Regions from separate parts of the Arachis hypogaea genome. Here region 1 is linked to region 2. Evidence: chromatin contacts called from public Hi-C data. All regions are on one chromosome and are shown on one strand. Each heading gives the region's core, a stretch centred on a gene start, on an enhancer-like site or on the middle of the called end of the contact. The rest is flanking DNA. Distances are from core to core; before and after follow the strand shown. Region 1 has its middle 4.3 kb from the start of LOC112758950. Region 2 holds the start of LOC112758465 (transcription factor MTB1).

The links. A called contact is a pair of places that touch in the nucleus more often than the background predicts.
Region 1: a contact with region 2 is called in a Hi-C map of an unstated tissue, with 4 times the contacts expected there. The contact joins the enhancer-like site here to the promoter of LOC112758465 in region 2. A contact is called at or near these places in 3 of 8 Hi-C or Micro-C datasets (leaf and an unstated tissue).

What each region holds. Positions count from the first base shown.
Region 1 is chr16:22,696,734-22,702,703 of arahy.Tifrunner.gnm2.J5K5, forward strand. No RefSeq gene overlaps it. Among protein-coding and RNA genes, the nearest start is that of LOC112758950, 4.3 kb to the left of the region's middle. Within about 2 kb of position 2,963, at least 2 of the 3 cell types and tissues checked have open chromatin away from gene starts, as enhancers often do.
Region 2 is chr16:22,636,850-22,643,516 of arahy.Tifrunner.gnm2.J5K5, forward strand. LOC112758465 (transcription factor MTB1) reads right to left here and starts at 5,045. Exons shown (of 1, transcript XM_025807153.3): 1 at 1,968-5,045. The coding sequence starts at 4,278. The coding sequence ends at 2,287.

The DNA.
Region 1 (5,970 bases), core at 1,713-4,212, 58 kb after region 2:
AATTTTCTGTTCTTTAGCTTTTATCTTTCTTTATTTCTTATCAATGAAAAAAGGTATCAAGTGAGGAATCAGTAAAAGCCATTGAGAGAAAAGGCAAAGAGAGTATTCATGGAGAAAAACTCGAAAATTATTTCAATTTCTTTTGTATATATTTCTATTTTGTATTCATGATCTTGAGAGGATTTTCTTGCTAAGTTGGGTGAGCACTTAATAATTGAAAGTCTAGAGAGTGAATCTAGCCAAATTAAACTTAGATAGAAGTTTGGTTTGTCCCGAGTAGAAATGGATAGAATCTTGAAAAATTGGTGATTGTAATCTTTGTGAAAGATAGTGAAAATACCACCACAACTGGATGTAGGCCACATTGCATGCAGTGGTTGAACCAAGATATATGGATGTCTCATTTTCTCTTCTCTATTTTGTTTCTGTTTTTCATTCGATATGAGACAAAATGAAATTGTCTCCTACTTAATCTATCTCATAGAATCACAGTAACTGAGAGTATTCAAAAGTAACGAGTTTGTTCTGTTCCTGATCAATCGTGAAGAGACAAAATAAAATTATCTTCTCTATTATCAACTTGGCAAACTCAACAGCAACTCAGTTCTGAATCCAGTTGAAGTTAAAGTGAACGAGTTTAAAAGAGGCCATAGATTTAACCATCCCTTCTCTAGGCTATTGATAACCTTCAATTGGTATTAGAACTCGGTCTCAAGGGATCAAGCTTCACAATTTGGAGCAAATATCCAATGGCCAATAACATGGGTGCAAACATCGTGTCTTACACACTCACTGAGGGTCAGTCTAACAACAAATCTTTATTTTTCAATGGCAAGAACTACACCTACTGGAATATAGATATTTGTGTAGTCTGTTGATTACAATATTTGAAAGACCATTATGAACGGTCTGCAAGTTCCAACAAAAATAAGTGCTGAAGAAATGGTGACTTTAAAAGAAAAAGCTGAATGGAACAACGAAAATAAGAAGAAAGTGGAGTTGAACGTAAAGGCAATCAACATGATGCATTGCTCAATTAGCTTTAAGGAATACTGGAAGGTATCAAGGTGCAAAATAGTAAAAGAGATTTAGAATAAACTTTAAGTCACTCATGAGGGCACCGAACAAGTCATGGAAACAAGGATCGATATGCTAAGAAAGGAATATGAGATGTTCACAATGAAGGAAGGAGAAACCATCGATGAGATATTTGAAAGATTTTTTATCATCATCAATAGTTTAGATGATGTGGGGATGACTCACACCGAATAAGTGCTAGTGAGAAAAATACTTAGAAGTCTCACCAAGGAGTGGAAAACAAAAGTAACTGTCATCTCTGAAAGTAGTAATTTAAACAAAATGTCATATAATGAGTTGAGAGAAAAACTACTTGCCTATGAATCCATCCACATGAACCGAAACACGAAAAAGAAAGGAGTGAACTTGAAATCTAATATTGATTTATAGAAAGAAGATTTTAGTGACAGTTTTTCGGATGACAAAATTGTGTTTTTTATTAGGAGGTTGAGAAGACTCATGAGAAGCAAAGGAAAGAGTAAAGGCTCCAACTCAAAGGAACACAAGAGGGACTTCAGCAAGATTATTTGTCATCACTGCAAGAAAGCTTGTCATTTCAAGTATGATTTTCCTAAACTCAACAAGAAGGACAAGATGAAAAAAGACAAAAAAAAAGTGCTGATGACAGCATGGAAAGACTTGAAAATGGTTCTGATAATGAAAAAGAGTCTAAATATAAAGCACAAGCTTGTTTTATGGTTGACCAAGATCAAGTGGAAGAGGCAAATTATTTTGACCTATCTAATATTTAAATTAAGTCTTTGATTTTGTCTTTAACATTTGAAACGTTTTATTTTTATCATAAATATTTTATTTTGTTGTATTTTAGTCTTCTGATAACAATAAATATTTTTTTTTCAAAAATATAAATTTTGTTATTATTTTTTTTCTCTTATTATTCTATTATTTTCACCTTTAAATTACTATGACAATCACTGTAACAACTACCATTATGATATTTGCTATTATGTAAAAGAAAATGATAATAGAAAAATAATATTTTTAATTTTTTTAATTTTGATTAAAAGTTAAAATAAGACGAAATAAAACGTTTAGAATAAAAATAAAATGCTTCAAACATTAGAAATAAAATTAAAATTTAGCTAAAATATTTGGAGCTAAAAATATCATTCCCTATGGATTAAACATTTTTTTCATCTCTTAAAAAAAATTGAGAAACATTTCACATCATATATACTCTCTTTAATTTTATCTCAAATATATAATTATTCTTTTGAATAAAATGACATATTAAAAAAATTACTTGAGAGACAAAAGAAAATTTAATATATCCGTGCAATAGACCATTATTTTGAACCAAAACAAAAATTATATTAAGCAACAATTTTAAAAAATATAGAAAATTAATTTTTAATTAGTTAATATAATTAATGTTTTATAAAATTTATAATTTAGAATCTAGAATTATAAACTTGTAATTTAAAATTTAAAATAAATAAAATAATTTAAAAAAATTTAACAGTTGGCTCTTTAGTATTATTTTTAAAAATAACTAAAAATAAACGAGTTTAATAACTGAGTATAAATCTCACATATTTGAACTGATTTCTGCAAACTTTATCTTATTACTTTGATTAAAAAAAAAATCCATCATAAATTGGTGTATTCTTTTGTGTTGTATTGGATTGGAGTTTCAAGGATTGCCACCCGGCAGGCTGCTGTGGAGGAGGTAGGAACTAGGAACCAAGCTATGAATTGTTTGGACTTTGGATAGATCAGACGCAACATTGTATTTAATTTCTTTCCAAATAAAATAAAAAATGTGAAATTTATCAAAATTCAGGCTAGACTCTGACTCGTGAGTTTAAATAGGCATGTGACTATATCATACGTACCACTAGGACCTCGCCACCTAAACCTCCACGGACCATAGCTAGGTTTGACTAGTTACCTACTTACCATCGTTATTTAATACCTGCTTTTCACTACAAATTTATATCTACCAATCTCAATGGATAGAATACGGTAGGTTTTGGATTCTATCTTAATCCTATCTGCGAATTGAAATTTTTTTAAAAATTTTATCCTATTTTACTCATGCGAGTTAAGAATCTCTCAATTTTAACTCTATCCGCACCTTAAAATTCTAAACTTATCCTACCTGCAGAAAAATAAAAAATTTTTAAACAAATATAAAATTCAATCATTCCAAATTTTATACATATTAATAAAATAAAAAATAAAAAATTAAGTTCAAATTAAAATTAAAAACAATAAAATCTTAAAGAAATCCAACATAAAATTACAAATAATATGATCATCAACTAACTTAGTAGTTATTTCAAGTTTTTATAAAAAGAAGATTGTGAGTTTAACACTCACTTTCTTCACTACATACATAACTTTTATATATATATATATATATATAGGAGTGCGAGTAAGATAAGATAGGGTAGAGGAGAATATACCCTAAACCCGTACTCTACCTTACCCACAAATAAATTTGTACCCTACCCTATTCTATCCACAGCGAGTAGGATAGACAACCTTATCCGAATAGATTGGTCCGAATTAAATACTCGCAGGTAGAATATATATTACCAGTCCTATCTCTCATTCATTTTATATGGAATATATATTCTTGGCTCATTTTAAGTTCAAAGTTGGAGAATGTAAAATTTATGGCAATATTTGTTTTTTTCTTTCATCGGTATTCGTCTTTAATATTCCTTAATATAAAATAGTTGTCTCGCTTCTTGAGGTGAACAATTTTTTCTTATGTTTACAGAATTGTCAATCACCATCATAGCCGTAGCCATTTAAGTAGATAGGTTGGGTCTCTTGAATAATTTTAGCCTAGCCAGCTTTAGGTCTGTCTTAATTTTTTTTTTCTCAAAGTTAAGAAGAAGACTCCTCGTTGGCTAAGTCTGTCTTAAATTAGCCTATTTAATACTAAATAAATAAATTGGACTATAAAAATTATATTTTAAAAGATGAATATGTAATGAGTTCTGATAATCTAAATATTTTATTAACAAATTATTTTTTAATTAAATTTAATTAAGTATTTTTTATTTTTTTTATATTTTTTCATATTTTTCAATTAAAATTTGTATTTATTAATTCTTAAATTATTGAACTAAGTTAGTCAATTTTAGTTTTCAAAATGATTTAGTCATGTTATGGTAAAAAGGTGTGCTTAATTTATTGTTTGAGTTATAAAACTCACGTTCAATTGTGAAAAGTCTCAATTTTTTGGTTTTTTTTTTTTTTTTTTAACGCAAGCATATATATGTAATTCTATGTTTTAACTTTTTGTTTACTTAAAGCAATAAATTATAATTTTTGCAATCAATAGTTACGATTAGAGAAATGATTGAAAAAATTTATTTTATTTTTATCAATTTTATCTTTTATTCTTTTATAATGTATACTGTTATCTTTTTTAATAAAATTTTTATTCCTCATTATTATTGATATAAAATTTTAATCATTTTTACTCATACAACTTTTTTTTGAAATTTTTTTTTTGTTATTTTTGTTTAGTTTTGTATAATTTTTATCAGGAGTTTTTGAATTAAAGTATACTTTATTTATCGTTGCTAATTTTTTATAATATAAATTATTGATTCTATTAGAAAAATCAAATTAAATTAAAAAATACTAAAAAACTACTGAAAAATAGGTTTACACGTGTGGGACTGAATCACTAAGAAATAATTTTTGATTTTTTTTAATGAATATACAACTCATTTTTAGTAATTTTTTTAAAAGATTATGAGATTCTAAACTAAAAAATTATTTTTTTAATTTTTAATATTTAATTTTATAAAATTAGTTAATTTCTCTGTTAATATTAATATAAGAATTAATCAGTTTTATAAGATAAAAAATTAAAAAATATATTTTTTGTGGGGATTTCGTTACCTTTTAAAATAATTATCAAAAGCTATTTAAATTTTTTTTTTTAACTCAAGCAACAAAACCTTGTACTTCTTAATATACTGTACTCGGATTCAAAAAGTGGCATCGATAAAAAAAAATATGAAACCTTTCAGTGTTGGATATGTGAGTGTGTGTGAATTTGTTCGCGATGAAATGCCTAAGATTATAAGTTGTCTAACGTATGAAAAAAACAATCTTGATGTTCCAAATTTGCCCTTTTATGCGAAGATGGTCCACACCGATAAGTATGTTGATTGGGCCGTGAAATTAGGATGTCACACCGTTCACGTGCTGAGAAGACTGCATGTTGGTTGGTGCAAACTGGTGGGCCCTTCCCCCATTCTCTCATCAAACCCACTTTATACGTATTATATACTAACATAGCGTATTCAAACATTTCTTCTCTTTCTTTTTAAGCTAAAAATATGTTCATTTGATCACCTCCCAAAATGTCCAAGTCACAGACAACGGATTTGCATCTTCTCTCTTTATTCAACAAATAAATTACATGAAATCATTCAGGAAACATATGGATTTAAACACGTGTCAATAACATGAAATGGCCAAATTTTCGGTATTTTATTTTTAGACACTGATTTTTCTGCCAACAGTAAACAAAGGATTTTTTCACTACACGTTATACTTTTACAGAGAGATATGTAGAAAAAAATGTGTGACACATGATAAACTTTGTTTGTTATAGAAAAGTTTTTTTTCTTTATACAAATATCATTTTCCCTATCTTTTCTTGCCCAACTGTTTTGGTCGATATTTCAGTTTATTTTTTTCGGTCCAAAACACAAGCTCACCTCTTTGTGATTCTTGGACTGATGTTAACGTGGGCTTACTTTAAGGCCTAAGAAATTATGGGGGCATGTTAGTTTTGATAATAAAAAAAATCTACTGACGGTGCATTATTCGTAACGATTAAAATAAATAAATAAATAAAACTGATGATGTATACGAAAGTTGAAAGAAGAAACAAAG
Region 2 (6,667 bases), core at 3,795-6,294:
AATTCGGTTTTGTTAGGTAGACAATGACTTTTGTAAATAATGTGAACAATGAATTTTAGAATTGACCCAATAAAGTAAAAAAATACTCCACCCTCAAATTACCTCCTAAACCTTAACATTAGGATAACCATCTGTACACCTAGTGAATTGAACATCCAACTCATTATTACTCATAGACGCCACTTAATTACAATGGAGCAAAGCAGATTCATGCATGTAATAACCACCAAGAATGTCAATGCGGATTTAATGAATATGTATTTTACATTGATGGTTCATGCACTAAGTAATCACTTAAAACAAAAGTATTTTTCTTTTCCTGGAGAAAAAAGAAAGGATATTGTAAATTGTAAAATGAAAGAGGGTTCAGTATTAATCTCGTGTAAAAAATTATTGTTACCTGCTCCCTGCCTCCCATTAACGACTACATGGGTTTTCTTGTCACGCCTTTCATTCCCAACATTGTTTCATATTCTTTTTGCAAAGTCCAAGCTTCAATCACTTTTAAAAGGAAACACATGCACCACATGATTGTTGTCATTGCAGGAGGTCATTAGTTGAAAGGACCTCGGCACGTGAACGTTTTACGTTTTACGTTTTACACAATTCACAATCAAAAATTCAAAATGGAATGGAATATGACGCGTATGCTGCAGGACCACTCAAACATTTTTTGTTGCCATTTCAGTTTGTATATTTTTGCGTTTAATTTCTTTGAATTCAAACTCTATTCAAGAGGGTGTATCCGAGAGATCGAGTTTGATTAGATTTAGACCAGATTTTAATATTTTATTAAATTTATTTTAAAAATTCGAATCTAATTCTTACATTATGTTAAATCGAATTAACTCCATGTATAATTACTATATATAATTTTTTAAATGTTATAATATTTATACTAAAATAAATTATTTTAAAACAAAAATAATAGAATAGAATATAAATAATATTAATTAAAATATAAAAACATAATATTTCACTGTTAATTTCATTGTAAAGTATATTAGTTGTAAAATTTCACTTTGAAATGGACCAAGTCTATTGAAATATGATTCAAATCTGACTCAAAAGTTACACAAGATAAAAATGACAAATTTGAATTTGACTAACTTGTTTTGGGTTTGGACCGAGGTTCTTGAACACCCTCTAATATCCAACATTATATAATTTTAATGTCTATGCTCAAAAACGATTTCTGAGTTTGTGTAATGTGCATGGATGATATGATCTCCTATTGTTCCCAAGATTGTTCCCAATATATATAGTAAACATAAGGTAAAAATGTTAATAGCGGTACTAGTACTACAGTATAAAAATCCTTTTTCGGCTCCTCTATTTAGTTGATGCGAAAAAAACAAGGATGTTCTGTGCAGAAGAGTGTTGCCATATTTTGACTTCTAGACTAGCGAAACAAAATGCAACACCCGTCATTTTCTTTTTCCTTTTTTCATTCCTTTTACAAGCAAGTAGAAAAACTATGGATAAGTTGTGGGTTTTTTTAGGGGGATAAAATGAAGGCAACATGAGATGAAGCTATTCCCTTTTAACCATAAAGAACTATTGAAATGAGTATGAAGAGTGGCTGACAGCATTATTTACAAGAATTATACATGTCCACAAGGAAATAAAAAACATTTTAGCTTCTTTGTTGGTTGGATAATCATAGTTATTAAATGAGAATACCATATCCAAGGCAAAAATGTATATAAACGTAACAAATCATAGTATGGAGCATCCAGGTCCAACAAAATTAAAGAGCAAGACTATATATACTGCAATGTTTCATAAGGCCTAAACATGAAAACCAAGGTAATAATATAATAATAATGCTACAACTTTTAATTACAATATAAAAATTTTTATAGACAGGATTCTCTCTATAGGTGACAAAAACATAACTAATCACTACTTTCCTCTTATGCACAGAAATTGATAGAATACAAGAAAGAAAGAATACGAACTTGAGATTTGAGAAGGCATATGGGATATAAGAAAAAAGAAGACAGAAAAAATAAACCCTATGATCATTAAACTAGACAACCAAAAACCAAAAACAATTTGACAATTGCAGGAATAATACTTATGATAAACTGTGTATACTATAAACAAACATTAATAAATAGGTTGTCCTACACAGTTAATAGGAACTATTATTCTACTACCCTAGTTCCAAATGCTTCTCTTTTTAGATCCCCCAACAGTATAACAAAATTTCTGAGGAAGCTCTTTAGACTATGAATCATTGCCTATAAACTATGTTAATTGCAACTCTCTTGATCCTTTGCGCTACCCACCAACAGATGACAATTGCTGTAAAGAATTGGATTCTGGGGAGAGTGCTGCAATCAACATGTCCTTTGTGAGCTGTTCACATCCTTGTTGGGACTTAATTACAAAGGTGTGAAATATGGTGTCATTTGCAGCTGCGAGTTTTGAATCAATAACATTGATTTGTGCCTCTTTGAATGTTTGGATCACTCTTGAAACCGGATGAGAATCAAGAGGGCAACTCACCCTAACAATCACCTCATCCTGTGCTGCTTCAATATCCACATCAGCATTTCCACCACCATGGTGATTTTCTGACGCTCTTTGCATTGCCTCCGGCTCCCTAAAAGATGTGCTTCCTCCATGTCTCTCCCTCTCAGATTCCATCATCTTGAGCTTTGCTTGGAGCTCATTGATGTAGGCAATGGCATCACCAAGCAATGACGCCTTGTCCATCTTGGATATATTGGGCACCACAGACCGCAGCGCATAGAACCTCTGGTTGAGCTTCTCGCGCCTCTGCCTCTCAGCTTCCACGTGATTGAGGGGTTCCTCCCTACCATTAGCAGGCTTCCTTCCCCGCTTCCTGGGCCTTCTTTCGTCAGCCATGCTTGGCTGCTCCTCCTTGCACGAGGCCTCAACATCAGAAAGCTCCGACTCAGCAACCACAGGCCTCACAGAAGGTCTGGAAGTGGCTCCGGAGAAATCAATCTGCATTTGCACCTGCCTTTGGGGTTGATAGCTGCTAATCCTAAAATCCTGCGGCCTCACACCACCATTGGCCAACTCGGCAGACACATTGCTCGCTGACGACCTAGGAGCGAAAATCTCAGCAGCGCCACCAGCAGCAGCCTGCCTCACACCACCTTGAGTATGATTATTACAGTTACTATTATTATTATTCCCTCCTCCTACTGCTGCTGCTCCACCAACCCAAGCAGACCCGTGATGAAGACCATTGCGAGGAGGACCATTGGGGAAGTTAATGGCATTGGCATTGGCATTATTATTCCCATTGGGTTGGTGGTGGGGTACCCAAGGCCTCTCCTCCATCTTCCTAACAGCAAGCTTCTCCCTGAAATGGGACCTACCAGAATTCACAGCGCTTCCAAAAACCTTTGGCACTCCCTCAACAACCTTGTTATTGTTCTGGTGAGTATGGTCCCCGATTACCAAACCAGGAAAAAGAGCACTATTATTCTCATCCCTCTTTTCACTCATCACCGTCAATGGCATAAGAGGCTTACTATTAGCCATGGGGTAGGTGGTTGTAGCCTGAGACGAAAACACCGATTTGATGGCCTGCAAGAGCTCAAAATTCTCCGGCAGAGTCCTCACTGAACCCAACTCCAACACTCCCAAATCGGTAGGAACCAAAATAATAGTCTGAAAGCCAGCGTTTTTAGCCAAGAAAGAGCGCACGCAGTATTCAGAGTTGGATTTCATGGCGTCCGAGAGCCACAGGTGCTTCCCGGACGCAAAGCACTTACCTGGGCCACCGTGGCCGCGGGGAAACGAGAAGTACATGGAAGCAAGAAAGAACATCTCCGTGTCCGTCACGCGGTCGAGGCCAAAAGCGTAATTGTCCTCGTCGGAGCCACCGAACGTAGTGTGTAGCTTCTGCAAGACCCTCTTCCTCATCCTCTGCTGCATCTCGTCGTCGATTCGGAGACTCAGAATCCCTCCCCTAACACCACCTCCGCCGCCTTCTTCGGCATCGTTGGGCTCCCTGCAGGAACCGTCGCCCCATCCGAGAACCCAGTCGCCGGATTTGGACTGAGATAACTGCCAGAAAATGGCGTAGTTCCAACTGAAATTCGAGAGGTTGGGACGGTCCACCAGATCGGAAAGCTTGTTCTGGAGAGTCTCGTCGCTCCCAACTGCCACTAACAGGTTCTCATTGGATACCGCGTTTGTCACCAAGAAATCCAAAGCGCGTGCTCCCAAAACCGCCGCTACCGTGGCTTTATCGTCGTCGTCCCACACCACGCGCCCCATCCCCACCTCCATGTTCTTCGCTCCCAACACAACACTTGTTCTTCAAAAATAATAATAAAATTGTAAATCCCTAAAAACGAAATCTAATATTAATCCTCAAAATCCCTGGATCCAGCCCCGGCCTCTACACACCCACCCAATCAGATAAATCCGGTTTTCTTTCTGCTTCCATCTCATGAATACGGTTTTCAGCTCTCAGATCTCGGAGCAGTTTCAGCTCTGCCCAAATTATAAGGAAAGAGGTAAATCTAAGAAGAAGCTGGTGGAAGGGGAACACAAGAGAGGGTTACCGGGTGACATGGGAACACGGATATGGACATGGACATTTCAGAGTAAAAGAGAAAGTGCAAGGAAACCAACACGAATATTGAGTCTGTGTTTTGTGCGAATGAGAACGAAGAAGAAAGAAAGGCTTTTCTTCCTTCTTAGCAGAGTGAAAGGAAGGGTCAGTGTGAGAGAATTGAAGATTGAAGAAAGAAGGAATGTGAATGGGAAGAGGAAGAGAAAGAGAAAGGAATGAACCCTACGCGTTACGCTCCCTAACTTCTAACTGCAAATGCCTAAACCATGGTTGGGTCAAACTAGAGTTCAGACTTTAACTATAGTTATTTTGTGTTATTATACTTATTAGAGTTTAGTCGGCAACAATTATCATATGCTTTTTTCCTTGTTTTTGTTTGCCTCTCTTCCCACCTATTGGACTATTGCTATATTCTGCTCAACACAAAACACCAGATTTCATTTTTTAAAAAACACAAATTACTTATCTGTCACCGATTTAATTATACAAACGAAAGGAAAGTATTATAATAATATTATTGTATACCAAGTTCACGATACTCGTGCTTAATAGTGGCCACAAACAATAACTCGCACGCAAGTCCTGTGCCATAAATGTGACACACACATTTGTTGTCTCAGCACGTTAAACTCGCCTGGCTATTTACTTTTCATATTGGTTTAATTAATCAGTGCTCTAAATATACATAGTAGACTAGTAGTTAATGTTTTAAAAGAATCGTGCTAATATAAATTTGTAAAAATAAAAATAAAAATTTAATTAACAAATACGTGTTTGTTTTGTGTATACTTTAAAACATAAATATAAAGAGGTTTAATTATTCTGTTGGTCCTTATAGTTTCGCAAAATTTTTAATTAGATTTTTATACTTTTTTTTTTCTTTTAATTGAGTCTTTACACCAAATTTTTTTTAATTGGGTCCCTACACTTTTTTTTCTTTTATTTAGGTCTCTATACCAATTCTTTTTTTTTTTTTAGTTGGATCCCTATAAAATTAAGTCAATTACTACTAAAAAGGACTTAATTGAAAAAAAAAAATTTTGTGTAGGGACTCAATTAAAAAGAAAAAAAGTATACGGACCTAATTGAAAATTTTATGAAACTATAGAGACCAATAGAATAATTAAACCATATAAAGACAAACACTAAAAATATAAACACAACAAAACATAACTTTTTTTAAAAGTATTTATCCATTTTGTTCTTCAAATAATTTCGAACCAGACATTTTAATCCTCAACTAAAATTAATTATTTGATTAGTCCCTAACAATTAATTCTGTCAGTCACTTAGGTCCTTTGTTACGTCAATTCTAACAGGGGATAAAATGGTCCCTGACAACTCTAACAGAGGACAAAATGGTCTCTATTCCCTCTGTTCAGAAACGATGTTGTTCTCCCCCAATTTCCATCGAACAAAATAGTCCCTGACAACTCTAACGGATGACAAAATGGTCTCTCTTCCTTCTGTTCGAAAACGATGTCGTTCTCCCCCAATTTCCATCATATCTTGATTATCTCTGATATTCATACTCTCCTTCTTTACCTTCACAGTCTTCTTTTTCGTATTCTCCATCCTCCTCTTCAACTCCAAAATCAAGTCATGGTGTAACTGTCACGCGTGTTGCATCTACCTCAACATATCATGGACCACATAATTCCCAAATTTCTATAACTAGTACATCCACCTTCTCCGCACTTCACCCACCAGAAGTATCCACCTCCAACCCCGACAACGTCCACCACATCCTTAATAACAAGTTCCACAACTACTCCAAGGACACACATTTCTCCACTCTCTGGCAAACAATATAGATTGTTGGACATTAGAGCATCATGAGAAGATTCTCCTTCGACATCACATGCAAATTCTCATTTGGAATGGACCCTGAGTGCTTCATTCCTTCTCTCTCGGAGTTCAAGCTGGCAGAAAACTTTGACCTTACATCCAAACTATCAATACAGCAAGCAATGTCGACGTCACCGCTCATATGAAAACTGAAGTGATTACTGAACATTGGTTCAAAGAAGAAGCTGAAGGAAGCGATCGGAGGGATGGACAATGTGGCCATGGAGATGATAGGGCGGAGGAGGAGGGAGA